Regions from separate parts of the Mus musculus genome. Here region 2 is linked to region 1. Evidence: chromatin contacts called from public HiChIP or PLAC-seq data. All regions are on one chromosome and are shown on one strand. The core of a region is the stretch at or near the end of the contact, and the rest is flanking DNA. Distances in the headings are between cores, read along the strand shown. Region 1 holds the start of Slc25a33 (solute carrier family 25, member 33). Region 2 has its middle 30 kb from the start of Gm42354.

Region 1 (4,982 bases), core at 998-3,497:
TATTACCAGGACCTGGTGGCACATATCTTTAATCGTGGTACTTGGGAGGTAGAAGCAGAGACAGAAGATCTCTGTGAGTTCTAGACCTTGTCTCCAAAAAACAAAACTTGTTTATATTATTATAATCAGGGATATCGTTAAATCTGTTTGGGAACATAGCCTTCAATGATTATTCAACAAACAAGGGAAACCAACAGATTTTAAAAGCAAGATCTCAGACTTCTCAAAGGCATTGAACTTAGCTCTCTGGAGAGATGCCAGCTAACAACAGAGGAAAGGGCTTACCAGACCCCTGGGCTGACAACTTTTAACTATAGTCTGTGCCCTCTTTATACTGACTCCTTTCATGCTCTACCTTAAAAGGTGTTTTAGGCTAAAATCCAATTAGAGCTCTGAAAGCAGCTTTTTGAGGGTTCATTTCTTTTCTCATCTGCAAGCACAGAGATCTTAAATGGCTAATGAAGGAACCAGAACTTGTTAAACACCACTGCTTCAGGCACAGCACTAATAAACTCCCTGCCTCTTAATGAGTCCCGCAAGCCTCACTGCCCATTGCAGTATTCTCTATCAGCACGTAAGAGGCTGGAATTGGCAGCCAGAGGGCACTGTGAAGGGTGTGCAGGGAAATCCATCCAGACAGGGTCATCAACTATAGTAGTGAGCCTCAACACAGGCCACTCTGAAACTCCCCCAGTTAAGAGCAGGCAGACATACAACATAAGAGACCACTCAGTTAAAAAAGAAAAGAAAAGAAAAAGTATAACAAACAAACAAAACAACCCATTGAGTATAAACTTATTTCTCTTGGCTTTAAAAATATGCCTAACAGACTTTAAGTTCCCTGGGATGACACATTTATATAAAGTGAGGGTGCCTTCTAAGGCTTACTCTCAAAGGTTAATACCAATGAAGACATGGATAGGAGGAATGAAGGCCTGACAGAAATGGATGAACAAGAAATTCCTCCTGCCTAGGCACAACCATTAAAGCTATCTGACGGGTGAAAGGTACTGCCAGCCTGCCAGGTAAAAGGACCAAGGCACCAGAAACCCTTTCATCACCGTTATTTTCTGGATAACCCTTTCATTAACCATTACTTTCTAGTATATGGAACTGTTTAGGTCCAGTTATAGTTCTCAAGTGAAGATGATAACACAGGAAAAACGCTGCATGTTATGTAAAACTTAAATAGCTGGGCTAAATCTCAAAGAGCTCTTCATGACCCCAGGGCTGGGGACACAGCTCCATAGATAGTTTGAAAAACCAGCACCAAAAGGGTCCCAAGCCACTAGCAGCTATGACAAAAGGAAAAGAAAAATACTATTTAAAAAAGAAAACCCCAAACTTTCGTTTTTTTAGGGGGTTAATTCAGCTCCTAGTTGTATCCTCCTATCATGATGTGTTCCTCCACTGAAAATCACTGAAAGGTGCTTTAGGATCGATTAGCACTGACCAACCTTCCGAGGTCCCCATTTACCGTCCCACGTGGTGCAGACCAGCATCCGTTCCCCCCCAACCCCCCATACTCCGCAGGGCAGGCCACGGGCTGCCCTGCGACACCTGCCCGCAGCTCTGACCCAGCGCAGTACCTCCTGGGCTAGCTGCCCCGGGACCTCCAGCATCCGCACCTCTGCAGCGGTGAGTGACCGCAGCGTGATCAGGAAAACGCCAGGAGGCCGGAGCCACAGGGGCTCGGCGCGATCGCCCCTGGTGACAGTCACACCAGCCAGGAATTGTTCAAAAGGAGAATACGGCGAGAGGCGGCCGGTGGGTGGGGGATGGGACCGCGGACGCGCCGGGTGGAAAGCCGCCGTGCCGGCTGACCCCGCGGTGGGGACGCCGAAGCCACGACCCTCCTGGGCTGCCCGTCCTGGCTTCACCCCAGTCCGCGACGGACGGGAAACGCGGATTCCCAAGGCCACGGCACGCAGGGGGAGAAGGCCGGGGCTGAGGCGAGAGCAGCTCGGGCCCCAGACTCACCCGCCGGCGAAGAGATGAAGCAGCGTGTTCTCTTTCTGCTGAGTGCCCGTCGCCATGGCCGCGCCGGCTCCGCGGCCCGCCGCAGCCGCTCGTGGGACGCGCGAGGTCTTGAGCTCCGCTGGCTTCGCTGCCTTCCTCAGGCAGCCGCCGACGCGCCCATGCGCGCGGGAGGCCCAGGCGCCCGGCTCCCTCCGCGGCGTCGCGCCCGGCCAGTCAGCGGCCTCTGCGGCGCTTTCCAGCCGCTAGGCAGAGAGCCTAGCGCGCGGCCGTCACGTGGCGGAGGCCGGGCCGTGACGTCGCGGGGCGCGGCGCGGCGGAGGTGTGGGCCCGGATCCCGTACGCCTATTGGACGGCAGGTGGATGTGGGCGTGGCGGTCGTGCAACGCGGGGCGGGATCAGGCCCCGAAGGGCTGCTCAGGATAATAAGAGGATGACCAGCAAACTGGTCAAAGCTGCTTGGTCCTTCTCAGAGGCTGGAAACTGAGTGTGTAACCATGCCCTATGCTCCAAACCTCTTCTTCTTTTTCTTCTTTTTAAAATTATGTTTATGTGTGTGTGATTTGTTTTTTTTTAAGACAGTCTTACATTGCAGTCCTGGACTGCCTGGAACTTGCCATGTAGACCAAGCTTGGCCTCAAATTCACATTTTATCCGCCTGCCTCTGCCTCCCAAGTGCTGGGCCTAAAGGCGTGCGCCACCACTACCCAGCACCTTGGAACTTTCTATGTAGACCAAGATAACCTCGAAGTCACATTGATCCTTTTGCCTCTGCCTCTCCAGTGCTGAGATTACCCAGCTGTTTTTTGTGGTTTTTATTGTGTGTTTTTAAGGGATGTCATGGGTTCACACATGCCACTGTCTAATGGTGAAGACCAGAGCACAGCTTGCAGGAGTCAGTTTTGCCTATTCATCATGCAGGTCCCAGGAATTGACTTGTTTTTTGAGACAGGGTTTCTCTGTGTAGTTCTAGGTGTTCTGGAACTTACTGTGTAGACCAAACTGGCCTCAAACTCACAGATCTACCTGCTTCTGCCTCCTGAGTGCTGTGATTGAAGGCATGAGCCACCATGCCTCACGGGTCCCAGGAATTGGACTCAAGTTGTCGGATTTGGCTGCAAGTACATTTACCCTGAGCTCCCGATCTTTTTAAGAATTTCATTCTGTAATATTTCCATGTATAAACATGTATGGTGATTACATATTACATCTCACAGCTCTGAGCTTAAATAGGAAAAAAAAAAAAAAAACACGTCACCTAAACAGCCTGCCCTCCTCTAGCCTACCCTTAGTGTTTTGTGTGTTCTTGATCTTTCTATAAATAGCATTATATTTGGTATGTATTTTGCAGTGTGAATTTTGTACTGTGTGCGCTGATGCTCGGACTTGAGCGACCCAGATCGCTCCTCCCCTTAAATATCCTGGACCACTGCCACAGTGAGCCTGGCATCTTCTTACCTCCAGGTCTGGCTCTTGGCTGGGCTTTGCCTGGTTGCCCTGGCAGCACCCTGATCACATGGCTTCGGTGACTCCATGTGGGCTCGTGTACTCACTCTGTTTTATTCAAACTGTTTGTCCCATTCTGGAATGCAAGCTCCATGGGAGTGGGGGGCCTTGTTTTTACACTTCATGGTTGTTCTTAACAGATTGTTCCTGTCACGGTACCTGCCACCTAGTACTGCCCAGGGAACTAATAAACAAATGTCCTAGATTGAACTGATCATTCTACTCCTCCCCCAAGCCTGCTCAGTCTCTTCTGTTCCCTGCCCTGGTAGTGACTCTATATTCTGCACAGGCACCAAGGCCATTAATGTCAGCTTCTAAACTGACTCATACTCTCTCCCTTCCCCTCCCTCCCTCCCTCCCTCCCTCTCTTCCCTCTTTCTTACTTTCTCCCTTCTTCTGCTTCTGACACTTCTAGCTCTGACAAGTCTTGGAACTCATCCTTTCCTTCCTTCCTTCCCCCTCCCCTGCTAGGGACTCCAGGTCTGTGTGTGTCCCACCAACTCTGCAGCTGAGAGGAAGCTGTCCCCACAGGCCACTCCTTTGCTCCTTTACCTTCCAGAGTATTCGGATGCAGAACACACCAACCCATTGTCTTCCGTCTCCCACATCTGATGAGAAGCACCGCCTTTAACCGGCTGAGCTGCCAGACGTCCTGTGTGTACACAGAGGGAAACTGGAGTAGGAGGCGAGCTGTGAGCAAACACGGCAGATCTGTATTTGATAGTGGGCATTGCTTAGAAACAACTGCTAGGCTCAGTCACCTGCAAACACAGTGATTGCTCTATAGTAAAGCCATTGCTGCCAGGCAGAGCTGGGCATAGCAGCGATCCAAATCTGGGCATAGAGTTCAGTGGTAGAGCGGAGCTCTCCATGTGGGAGGATCCATACCAGCTACACTCTAATATTGGACAAAGGAAAGGAAAAGGTGAGATTCTTCATCTTTCTTGTATCTACCAAATCCTTCGCTTTCGTTGCTTAGGAAATGAGAGCTTACTTTAGCTGACATAGATTTTTAAGTCTTTTTTTTTTTTTTTTTTTTTTGGTTTTTCGAGACAGGGTTTCTCTGTGTAGCCTTGGCTGTCCTGGAACTCACTCTGTAGACCAGGCTGGCCTTGAATTCAGAAATCTGCCTGTCTCTGCCTCCCAAGTACTGGGACTAAAGGTGTGCGCCACCACTGCCCGGCTGATTTTTAAGTCTTTTAATAAAAAAAAAAATTATGTGTATAAATATATCACATGTATGCCTAGTGTCCAAGAAGACCAGAAGAGGCAGTCAGATCCCCTGGATCTGGGGTTACAGAAAGTCCCAAACCACCACATCAGTGCTGGGGACAGAACTCAGGTCCTCTCCAAGGGTAGGCTGAGCCACCTCTCCAGCCCCAGTAAAAGGAGGTTTGTAGGGTAGTGGGGAACTTAAGCAGGGTGCTGCCAGGCTGTTAACTAGAAGGGAGTTGTCCCTCTCTGTGCAGGATTTTGGGGTTTGCTTGTCTATTTGTCTG
Region 2 (4,982 bases), core at 1,080-3,579, 47 kb after region 1:
TACATGCACACATACATACATGCACACATACATACACATACATACATATACACATACATGCATACACACATACATACATACACATATACACATACATACATATACATATACATGCATACACACATACATACATACATACATACATACACATATACATACACACATACGTACATACATACATACGTACGTACACACATACACAATACATACATACACACATACATATACTCATACATACATACATAATACATACATACACACATACACACATACATACACACACATACATACATGCATACACACACACAAATAAAAATAATAAAAATAGGGGTTGAGAGATGGCTGCATGATCAAGAGCACTTGCTGCTCTCCCATAGGTCTTGGGTTTGACTTTCTGTACCCACATGAAGTCTCACAACCATCTGTAATTCTATTTCTAGGGGGATCTTGTGCCCTCTTCTGGCCTTCAAAGGCACCAGGCATGCACATAGTGCCCAGATATTGCATGCAAGCAAAAGTATTCCTGAGCGTAAAACTCAAAAAAAAAAAAAGTAAAATGAATCTTAAATTTTAAAGCATCATCCTTGGTCTAAGCTACATTTTCAGTATAAGTACCAGGAAAGAAATTACCCCACCTCTCTCTCTCTCTCTCTCTCTCTCTCTCTCTCTCTCTACTTCCCTCCCTCCCTCCCTCCCTCCCTCCCTCTCTCTCTTTCTTTCTTTTCTGAGACAGGTTTCCCCTGTGTAGCCCTGGCTGTCCTAGAACTGCCTTTGTAGACCAGGCTGGCCTCAAACTTAGAGAAATCCACCTGCCTCTGCCTCCCAAGTGCTGGGGTTAAAGGGATACACTACCACCACCATGCCTGGCCTACTCCGCACTGTAAAGCAGTAAGCTGCCATCGGCTTCTGGCACCAGCCCCAGGAAGCTCAGATTGGTAATTCCAGTAAATACTAACACCCAAGGCTGCACCTAAGCAGATTAGAAACCACAGCCACAGGTGTTTTTCACTCCTGCTAGATGGAAGCCCTCAGCCAGGATTATAAGAGAAGGGGTTGGGGGGGGGGAGAGGGAGGTGAGACAAATGTGCATGCGTGCTAGAGTCACTGGTCCATGAAAGTTACTGCAGCAAAGGCCTCCTGCCTGCAGCCTGGTCTCCTGCTCAAATGCAGCTTCCTGCCTGTAGCACTCAGCCCTCTTCAAGCTGACCCTGTGTTTGATGGCTCCGAGCCTTCCAGTCCCCTGCAGATCCCACCGTCCCCTGTCCCCCACCCCCACCCCCACCCCCGCCGCCCCCAGACCTGTTCAGCTTGCATTTGGCTCTGCTTCCAACTCAGCACTGCCTGTCTGACCTACGCTGCCTCTTTAACCCTCTCTTAGACATCCCGACTATATTGTGATAGGTGGTCTGAGAGTTTAGTAATTACGATTAGAATCAGACAACCTGCGATTGCCAGCCAGCTACCAAGTGAGACTGGGATCACCTGGCAAATTGTGGCTGGCTTGTTTATTTATACATTTTGATATTGAGGGAAGACACAAGATTGTCTATGACAATGACCTGTTTCAGGAGTAGGGCTTTTGCAGATGTGACTAGAGAGCTTCGGATGCAGTCATCTTGGATTTGCGTGACCTCTACATCCCATCCCTGATGTCTTCCTATGAAGAGGATTGGACCCAGAGGCTAAGAGAGAAGAGGAGGCCAGTTGAGACCAGAGATTGGAGAATATAGCTGAGGAAATTGTTCTTCCACAGGCTGGAGAGGCCAGAATAGCTTCCTCCCAACCCCGCAGTGTCGCGTGTCGCAAAGAACACAGACCTGCTGATGCCTCGATTCTTTCCTTCTGGCTTGATGGGAAGTGATACTTTTCTGTTGTTTTCAGACACCCAGTTTATGGTAATTTGTGATTGGTGGCAGCATTCCTGAGAGGGAGATTGCTGTCTCTCAAGCATTTGCCTTAGAGCACGCAGTAGATGCTCATTAAAATCCAGAATCGCCTGTGCCACCATTCCTGAGGACACTGTGGGCAACATCAAGGCATCTATGTGAGCTTTCAGGGAACAGCCTGTGACCCTGCAGGGGACCCAGGTAGCACAAGGAACACCCTGGGTCTCCAAGGGTAGTCACTCAAGCTGACATAGTGTTTTGCCTAGCATTCCTGGCTGGAGCCCTGGAAGGACAGAGCCAGAGGGAGAGGGCAGAGTCTGCAGCTGGGGAAGGCAGCAGCAGGGTTGGGTTGAGGCTTTCAGGAGGAATGCTTACCACCCTGAGTCATGGCATGTAGGCCAATGGCCATCGCTGACACATCACACCCCAGAGGGAGGCGGGCAGTGACCTCATGCTGGTTGTCAAACACTCAGCAAGCCTCCCAGTACCGCCCAGTGCTTCAGCATTGCCCAGAGGGAGCTGTCTCCACCCCTCCCCTGCACACTCGGGCCAACAAGCAGGACAAGCAGACATTTGGGCCAAGACGTTAGATGCTTTTGGGGCGAGGTGAATGGTTTCCACTTCCCAGAGGGCAATGGGATCATAAACTCTGGAATACAAGCTACGCAGCTGCTGCAGCTGCAAAGAGCAAGCACTCTGGGATCAGCTTTGCAAGACTCAGTCCCTCCTGCCTCTTGCCTGTAAAAAATGATGGTTTACAGATGGGGAAACTGAGGCCCAGAGGCTCTACATCTCTGAACCAAAGGGCATCCTGGAATAGGAGCAGTCTGAAACTAAGAATTTATTTTGAGACCGAGTCTGCTGTAAACCCTGGGCCAGGATCCTCACTCTGCCCTGGGTCTAGGAGGGGCTGGAGTCAGTCTCTAGATTTTTGAGTTTTAAAATCTGTTTTTCTTTCTTTCTTTCTTTCTTTCTTTCTTTCTTTCTTTCTTTCTTTCTTTCTTCCTTCCTTCCTTCCTTCCTTCCTTCCTTCCTTCCTTCCTTCCTCCTTCTCTCTCTCTCTCTTTCTCTCTCTCTCTCTCTCTCTAGCTTATAGTTTTTTGAGACAGTGTTTCTCCATGGAGCCCTGGCTGTTCTGAAACTTGCTCTGTAGCCTCAAACTCAGAGATCCAGCTGCCTCAGCCTCCCAAGTGCTAGGATTAAAGGTGTGTGCCAACACCGCCTGGCTTTCTTTCTTTGAAGATTGATTTGTTTTCAAGTTGTATATGTGTGTGGGTATGTGCACGAACGCCAGTGCCCACAGAGGCCAGAAGAGGGTGTTATGTCCCCTGGAACCGGAGTTAGAGGTGGTAGTGAGCCACTTGACTTGGGTCCTGGCAACCAAACTGTGGTCCTCTGCAAGAGCAGCAAGTGTTCCTCACTGCTGAGCCGTCTCTGCAGCTCCTGCCCTGGAGTGTGATGTGTCAGCTGGCAGTGCTGAGGTGGGGACCCAGGACCCTCATTCACACTCTGTGCTCTGCTTCTGAGACTCGTGCGAGGTCCCAGGGAGCCTGGCCTTGTTACTCTTACCTGGGAGTAAAGGTGTCTGCTGGCAGCCATAATGCATATCCTCTCCTTAGAAAGGGAGGGAGGGAGGGAGGGAGGGAGGGAGGGAGGGAGGGAGAGAGAGAGAGAGAGAGAGAGAGAGAGAGAGAGAGAGAGAGAGAGAGAGAGAGAGAAAGAGAGAGAGAACACTTTTCCCAGGCTGTGGATTTGTGGTCTTTACTTACGACCTTGAACTAGAATTTTAGCAGAGCCCGCTAAGACAGGAAATGTAGCATCCAACATGGAATCCCAAACATCCAGGCATCTTGAAACCCTAGCCTGCCCTCCATCCACCAAGGAGAGGGTTACAGCCTTCACTACAGCTGTGCCAAGTTGGTCCGCAGACCTTGACCAGGATCTGGAACACTGGCGAGGCGAGCTGGCGCTCCCCAAGCTCCTGCTCATTTATTTTACCATCATAACTCGAGGCCAATATTTAAGCATCTCCTAGGCAACAGCCCAAACCTCCCAGCCATTGGACCCCAGCCAGCCACATGGTTGGGATGAGGGCAAAGGGGTGGAGCCAAGAAAATGAGTCACGCCCTACCCCCTCCACACCACCTGGGAAAACAGTGACCCAAAAAACAAACCTCGGTTTCTCGGACAGAGAAACTGGTTGGCTTTTTATTTTTTATTATTTTTTTCATGTGGTCCTTCGGCACGATGCTCTGAACACCAGCAGAATATTAACATTTTCATTGTTAACATTTTCACTGTTGCTGTGCTGGTTAAACTTTGTTGACTTTTTGAAAAAAATTTTTTTTTTTTGTCAAGAATAATATGCAAGCAAAAACTGAACAAACTGTTCAGTGTACTGCTCTAGGCGATTGTGTGAATTTCCCCAGCAGAACCTATGCTTAGTCAGCACATTTTTGTGAGGGTCAATGTGTGATCGACCCTTGGGAGTTGCCGGAGCCCCTGGGCAAGAAGTATTACCCTAACTTCTCACCACAGCCTGGTTTTGAATCGGATTATCCACTCTGTCCTAAGTGTGTGGAAGCCAACAGTGTTTCTCAGCTTCGGCCACACTGCTCACTCCCTCCAGGTCAGGGATTGGAGGACAAATGGAGCCACTGGCTGTGGGGGATCTGCTTCAGCTGATAAATGGTGTTGGGGTGTATGGCTTTGGGAATGCTTCAGGTCTGTGCTGGGGAGATGGTTTGGCCATTAAAATACTTGCTGACTAAGCAAAGGGAGTAGAGTTTGAGTCACCAGAGTCAAGGTAAGTGCTGCGTGGGCACAGTGGCTGGCCTGTAATGGCTCTCGGTGAAGGTGGAGGAGACAGAGGTTCCACTGAGCCTGATAGAGGAAGGTTTCCAATGTCCGATAATCAACTTTTGTGTCTCAACATACACTTTCCTTATGTGGAGTTCACCTACATGTGAACATGCATGCACACATCATGGACACTACACACACATATACACAGACATACTTCACACACACACAAACTCCCTCACACAAACACACATACACAGACACACTTCACACACACTCATACACATGCATACA

Evidence for each region. HiChIP or PLAC-seq counts read pairs in DNA pulled down with a chosen protein or histone mark.
Region 2: a contact with region 1 is called in a FOXA1 HiChIP or PLAC-seq map of pancreatic cancer cells. The contact joins the enhancer-like site here to the promoter of Slc25a33 in region 1. A contact is called at or near these places in 1 of 15 datasets of contacts at CTCF or cohesin (large pre-B cells), 5 of 115 datasets of contacts at active chromatin or transcription factors (bone marrow-derived macrophages, embryonic stem cells, heart atrium and 1 more) and 1 of 9 other capture datasets (adipose tissue).

Annotation. Positions count from the first base shown.
Region 1 is chr4:149,772,020-149,777,001 of GRCm38.p6, forward strand. Slc25a33 (solute carrier family 25, member 33) reads right to left here and starts at 2,248. Exons shown (of 7, transcript NM_027460.2): 1 at 1,981-2,248. The coding sequence starts at 2,036.
Region 2 is chr4:149,818,447-149,823,428 of GRCm38.p6, forward strand. No RefSeq gene overlaps it. Among named protein-coding and RNA genes, the nearest start is that of Gm42354, 30 kb to the left of the region's middle. Within about 2 kb of position 2,330, at least 109 of the 459 cell types and tissues checked have an H3K27ac peak or open chromatin away from gene starts, as enhancers often do. A contact at or near this core is called in adipose tissue, bone marrow-derived macrophages, heart atrium and 1 more, where this site is marked.